Regions from separate parts of the Sus scrofa genome. Here region 1 is linked to region 2. A link is a contact called in public Hi-C data. All regions are on one chromosome and are shown on one strand. Each heading gives the region's core, a stretch centred on a gene start, on an enhancer-like site or on the middle of the called end of the contact. The rest is flanking DNA. Distances are from core to core; before and after follow the strand shown. Region 1 overlaps ARHGAP35 (rho GTPase-activating protein 35). Region 2 holds the start of ARHGAP35 (rho GTPase-activating protein 35).

Region 1 (3,084 bases), core at 387-2,886, 50 kb before region 2:
CACTGAAGTGCAGTCGTAGATTTTCAATCTCATTCAGCTGAGTGCGGAAGGCTCCCACTATGAGGGTGAGTTGCTAATGGTTCAGCTGGGAAAAGGAACCAGAATGAGAATCAGCTTTACAGTTTGCACTTTCATTAGTAGAAAGGAAAGCGATTCCCTTACTCCAACTTCAATTTTACAGTAAGGAGCTAATCTAACAAGTTAGCCAAGGGCGCCAAGCAATTCTTTACCTACATCACACAAGTACCCAGAGCACAACTTTTTGTTGTTGTTATTATTATTATTTTGCTTGTTAGGGCCACACCTACAGCACATGGAGGTTCCCAAGCTAGGAGTCCCACTAGAGCTGGAGCTGCTGGCCTACACCACAGCCATAGCAACACAGGATCCGAGCCATATCTGCAACCTACACCACGGCTCATGACAACGCCAGATCGTTAACCCACTGAGTGAGGCCAGGGATCGAACCCACAACTTCATGGTTCCTAGTCGGATTAGTTGCCACTGTGCCAAGACGGGAACTCCTATTGTTATTATTGTTAGGGGTGCTGCTAGGATGAGGGCTGAGAAAGCAGCTAAGTAACACAGGGGGTTAAAAATTATACAAAAGGTAGGGACAATGTGGGTCCATCAAGCCCTCAGCTAGACCAGAGCAGTTTTCTCCTTTCCTTCAATACAACATGCTTATTTTCTCCTTCAAGCCTTTCCTTACCTCACATCACTTAAGTTCTACTTATTTTCCAAGGTCAAGTTAAACAATAATAATACAGCATGCAGTATGCTCAGTGTTTTACAAGCATAATCTCATTCTATTTCTCATAACATACAAGGAAGGTGCCACTACTACGTTCGCCCCTTTTGCAAAAGGGAGTTGGGAGAGGTGAATCATGTGCCTAAAGGCCCAGCAAGGAAGTGGAGGAGTTGGGATTTGACTTTAGGTCCCCTGATTCCTAGAGCCTGAGCGCCTAATCGCCACAGACGATACCACCTTAACAACATCCAGCACAGGATTTCTGCTCTGCCCCAACACAGCCCCTCTCCCCATGCCCTCCTAGGCAGACTACCTATTTTCAGAGGCTGTGCAGGTCTTGCTGCCTCGACTGGGCACTAAGGTCTGGGCAAGAAGGATCAGTGCCATTTCCCCAGTGATGTCTGGCATGCAAGAGGGACTAAGTGTGTTTTCCATTACCAACTGGTTCACCCCTCACTTCAAATACTGTACTGCTTTGTCATGCCAAAAAAAAAAAAATCAAAGGCCAAATGCCCCATGTAGGGGCTGGCTTGGCATTCTCTGCTCCATGGTATCTTGCTTTTCCAGTAAAACAAGTGTCAGTCTGATTTCTTAAAGGCAGCAATAGGAGGTTTGCTCCAACAGGGAACTGAATGAAGGCTTTGCTTATCTCTGCATTAGGATGACAAAGCAGCTATGCACCATCTTCCAAGTCAGGAAGAAGACAGCCTCACCTTTTACTCACTCTTTCCAAAGGATACTCCTAAATGACTTCTGGCACGCTATTGCTCTTGGGCCAGAGGTATCACTCTTATCTGACTTGAAGAGGTGTGGCCCATAATAACTAATATAGATGGGAAGTCGATCACTTGTTGCATGATGACCTAGCCACCCAGCATAAGGAAGTTCTAGGTTAAGGAAGTGCTCATTATGACAGCATGGAGGCAGCTACCTCAGAGGTTCACTGTAACCAGCTGTTTTCTGCTGAGCATACTCTTTAAAGCACAGCTTATTTGGGTATGTATTTTAAAAGTATTATTTTCAACAGTATTAAAAATGTCGTTAGGAGTTCCCATCCTGGCTCAATGGAAACGAATCTGACTATGATCCATGAGGACGCAGGTTCAATCCCTGGCCTCACTCAGTGGGTTAAGAATCTGGTGTTGCCTTAAGCAGTGGTGTAGGTTCCACACTCAGCTCAGATCTGACGTGGCTGTGGCTGTGGTGCAGGCCAGCAGCTGTAGCTCTAATTTGATCCCTAGCCTGGGAACCTCCATATGCCACAGGGGCAGCCCTAAAAAGGAGAAGGAAAAAAAAAAAGTTGTTAGAAGAGTTCCCACTATGATGCAGTGGGTTAAGAATCTGACTGCAGCAGCTCAGGTTGCCGTGGAGATGCAGATTCAATTTCCTGTCTGGTGCAGTGGGTTAAAGGATACGGTGTTGCCAAAAGTGGGACATAAATTACAGCTGCACCTCCCATTTCATCCCTGGCCCAGGAACTCCATGTGCTGAGGGCATGGTCATTATAAAAGAAAAAGGTAGCTGGAGGAGTTCTCTTTTGGCTCAGCTGGTTAAGGATCTGGCCCTGTCACTGCAGCAGCCTGGGCTGATGCTGTGTCAAGAGTTCAATCCCTGGCCCAGGAACTTTCACATGCCGTGGGCAGAGCCAAACAAAAAATGTAGCTGGAAGTCAGGAAAATAGTTATGATTCACAGTGTGATATTATGCCATCTTCCTAATTCCCAGGTGTGCAAACACCCCCACAATTAGAAAACTGTCAGCATTTAGATCAGCTGTGCTGGCAACAGACTTCACTGGGAGTGGAGGAGGAAGAGAAGCAAGTCTAAACATCCAAAATGTTTGGATTCTGGTATTAAAGAGGAGAGCTCCGGGGAAATACTGGGGGGCTGGTCAGGCTACTTTCCGGCTTTCTAAATAAGAACTGTCTTCCATGGGTCTGCCCACTGGTAATCTTTGGAGAACAAAATACTGAAGGTAGATGACGGAATATAAATGTAAAAACAAACCAAGGGGAAATCAAACAGGAGAATGCCTATGATATTCATGAATATTCAGCTCAGAATGGGAGCAGAACAGAACCCACAATGATACTGCCCTGCTTTTTCTGAAACTGCATAGGTAAGAAAATTCTAGAAGCTCTGGCCAATGTCACACTGAGGAGCATGCCATGCTCGCAGGGAATACAAAGTGAAAAGGTTTTCCATGGCGCCATGTTCCTCTATCTTCAAGGGCCCTCTTAACCAGCATGAGCTGCACAATTGGCCTCCAGATGGTATTTTACAATGGAATTGTCAGCTCTCACAACAGCCTGGATTCTAGATCCTTCTGATTTA
Region 2 (3,026 bases), core at 340-2,839:
CAGAGAGGGGAGGCAGCAAAGTCTGGAAGAGAGGAAAGGATGTGAATGACACATTTTGACTAAGGGAGGAGGCAGGCAAGGTGCATCTGAGAGGCAGGGGTCAGAGAGCCCAAAGGGGTATCCGGGGGGGAGGTGTGGGACAGATTTTGCGAGGAGACAGTAGGGCCCAAGAGGGAGATGGAATTAAGTCCAAAGAGAAGACCTGGGGCAGCAGTGCCGAGACAAACGGGGTCCCAGATGGATCTCCAAGGAGGTGGAACCGCAGTTCCTAGAGGGACAGCTCCAGGGGGTGCAAGAGAGGGTAACAGCAGACCGGTCAAAGAAGGGGGCAGGGGCAGGGTGCTGAGAGCGGAACGGGAGAAGGCAGAAGGGTCACGAACCAGAATGTGAAGGTCCAGAATTAAGGGATGCGGAAGGGTCACGGAGGAGGTGGGTCCCATGAGCACTGCAGAGTCCGGGAGGGGCGAGGGGCATTACTGAGGGAAGGAAGAGGGAAAGGGGAGGCGCAGAATTGCGAGCGGAGTGGCTGCAGTGGCCGAGGGAAGGGGGAGGCCGAGGCAGACACAGAGATCCCAATGGGTCGGAGGGTGGGGGCAGACGCGGCGACAGCAGGGCTGAGGCGGGCAGGGGCAAGTCCGAAGGGCAGGCGGGCCCCGGCGGGCCGGGCCACAGCGCGAAGCGGCGGGGCCCGGGGGGCTGGGGGGCCGCTCCCTCCCCTCCCCCTCCGGCTCCTCCATTGTTCGCGGGCTCCGGGCCCCGCGGTCCCCGCCTTCCCCTGGACCCCACAACGGGGCGGCGCCCGGCCTCGCCACCGGGGCCCACGAGCTCGCGCACTCACCAGCTGGACGTCCTCAGCGCGGCCCCGGCCTCCGGATTCCCGGGAGCGGCGACGGCGGCCCCGGCGCCATGTTCTGTTGCTCCTCGTCCAGCGGCGGCTGAAGCGGCGGCGGCGGCGGCGGCGGCGGCAGCTCCGGCGGCGGGGGGCCGGGCGGACCCTCCCTCGCGGGCTCCCTCCTCCGCCTCCTCCACCTCCTCCTCCCGCCGCTCCGCTGCTCTCCCTCGGGGCGGGGGGCGGGGAGGGGAAGGGGGGAGGGGCGGGAACCAGGGGGAGGGCGGACCAGCCTCGCTTGCTCGCTCCCTCCCTCCCTCGCAATGGCGGCAGCGGCACCTCCTTCCTGCGGCCCCAGCTCCCGCGCGCGTGCCCCCTCGCTACTGCGCGTGCGTGGTGCGGGGACCTCTGCAGGGGGATAACGGCCCCTGAGCGCGCGCCGCGAGGGAATAACCCGCGCTGGGTGGGGGAGAAGTGAAAGCCCGTACGCGCCCGAGGGGCTCACTGCTACCGCAGCGGCCGGGTCCAGGGAACGGGCGCACAGGGCGCAGTGCGCGTGCGCCCCAAGAAAATGCCGCTACTGCGGTGGCTGCGGCGCGAGGCAGCGCGAGGCAGAAGGAACGGGGTGGGCAACTGCGCGTGCGCGATAAGGGATGCCAGCCGCAGCGTCTACTCGCGCTGAGGCGAAGGGAGTGGTCCGCGGGGGGCGCGCGCACCGTTGCGCGCGCCAGAAGCAGCCGATGCCCTCCTCACGCGGCCTCTTGGAGAAAACGGGAGAGAGGCATGGCCCGGCTTTGGGGGCGGGGGCGAAGGGCGCGATCCCGCTCGCGCGGGACCTGAGCAGCCAATGAGAGGCAAAGGGAGGTGGGCTTGCCGCGCGAGCGCAGCCCCCGGGATAACGGAGGAGGAAAGAGGGAGCGACGTAACGTGGGGCGGTGGGACGGAGCTGAGGAGGAGGGAGCGCACCCAGTGAGGGAATTGATTGGGGAACAGGAGGAGGCGTGGCCCGCCTTAGCCCAATCCGAACCTTGCATTTCGTCGTTCCGGAAGAGAGGGCGGTGCTGAGGAGCGCGTGCTATTTTCCCAAGCAGTGAGGAAAATCTGCAGGTTATGTGCGAGTTATTAAGACTTGCTGTGGGTTCTGTGAAGCCCTGATTTCCTGGAGAGGGGCGAGGGCCTGGTCCTCCAGGTCAGCATTGTGCAAATGACTGCAAGTCAAATGTCAGTTCGGGCGCCCGGAGGGGAAATATTAGTGATGGGAAGGGGCACTGCTATAACCCCAGAGTTCTTGTGAACTGAAGAGGGGTTCCTCTGGGATCCCTCCGGAAGTACGGATCGTGGAAGTTGAGCGTTCTGGGAGCTCAGTCAATATTTAAGGAATGCATGAAGAAACGCTATGCTTCTTACTGCATTTTTCGTTTCTTAGTCTCTTCATGTAAAAAGTGGAATGATAATCTTATCTCTTTAGTAAGGTTTGTTGTGAGAATTTAAGGAGTTCTATGTGTAAAGCACAGAAAATCATGGCTTGTTCTAAAAACGTTGATGGAGTTTCTGTCGTGGCACAGCGGAAACGAATCCGACTAGGAACCATGAGGTTGAGTGTTTGATCCCTGGCCTCGCTCAGTGGGTTAAGGATCCGGCGTTGCCGTGAGCTGTGCTATAGGTCACAGACATGGCTGAGATCTGGCGTTGCTGTGGCTGTGGCGTAGGCCAGCAGCAGTAGCTCCCATTAGACCCCTATCTAGCCTGGGAACCTCCATATGCCGTGGGTGTGGCCCTAAAAAGACAAAAAGACAAAAAATAAAAATAAAAAAATTTAAAAAGTTGATAAATAAAAACCTTTGTCCTCACGGATGCTAGTCGTTGTTTTTTGTTTTCGTTGTTTTTTGTCTTTTTGCCATTTCTTGGGCCCCGCCCGCGGCATATGGAGGTTCCCAGGCTAGGGGTCGAATCAGAGCTGCAGCCCCCGGCCTACGCCAGAGCCACAGCAACGCAGGATCCGAGCCCCGTCTGCAACCTACACCACAGCTCACAGCAACGCCGGATCCTTAACCCACTGAGCAAGGCCAGGGATTGAATCCGCCACCTCATGGTTCCTAGTTGGATTCATTAACCACTGCACCACGATGGGAACTCCATTTTTTTGAGGTTACATCTCACTGCCCTTTTTCTTTAGTTGAAGTGTACTTGATTTATA

What was found. Hi-C and Micro-C count contacts between places; a contact is called where the count stands out from the background.
Region 1: a contact with region 2 is called in a Hi-C map of alveolar macrophages, with 1.6 times the contacts expected there. The contact joins the enhancer-like site here to the promoter of ARHGAP35 in region 2. A contact is called at or near these places in 1 of 5 promoter capture datasets (liver), 8 of 47 Hi-C or Micro-C datasets (alveolar macrophages, brain, fetal heart ventricle and 3 more) and 2 of 2 datasets of contacts at active chromatin or transcription factors (alveolar macrophages and skeletal muscle).

Annotation. Positions count from the first base shown.
Region 1 is chr6:52,760,048-52,763,131 of Sscrofa11.1, reverse strand. All of the region lies in intron 2 of ARHGAP35 (rho GTPase-activating protein 35), which reads right to left. Among named protein-coding and RNA genes, the nearest start is that of ARHGAP35, 50 kb to the right of the region's middle. Within about 2 kb of position 1,636, at least 1 of the 83 cell types and tissues checked has an H3K27ac peak or open chromatin away from gene starts, as enhancers often do. A contact at or near this core is called in alveolar macrophages, where this site is marked.
Region 2 is chr6:52,710,026-52,713,051 of Sscrofa11.1, reverse strand. ARHGAP35 (rho GTPase-activating protein 35) reads right to left here and starts at 1,589. Exons shown (of 7, transcript XM_021094622.1): 1 at 839-1,589.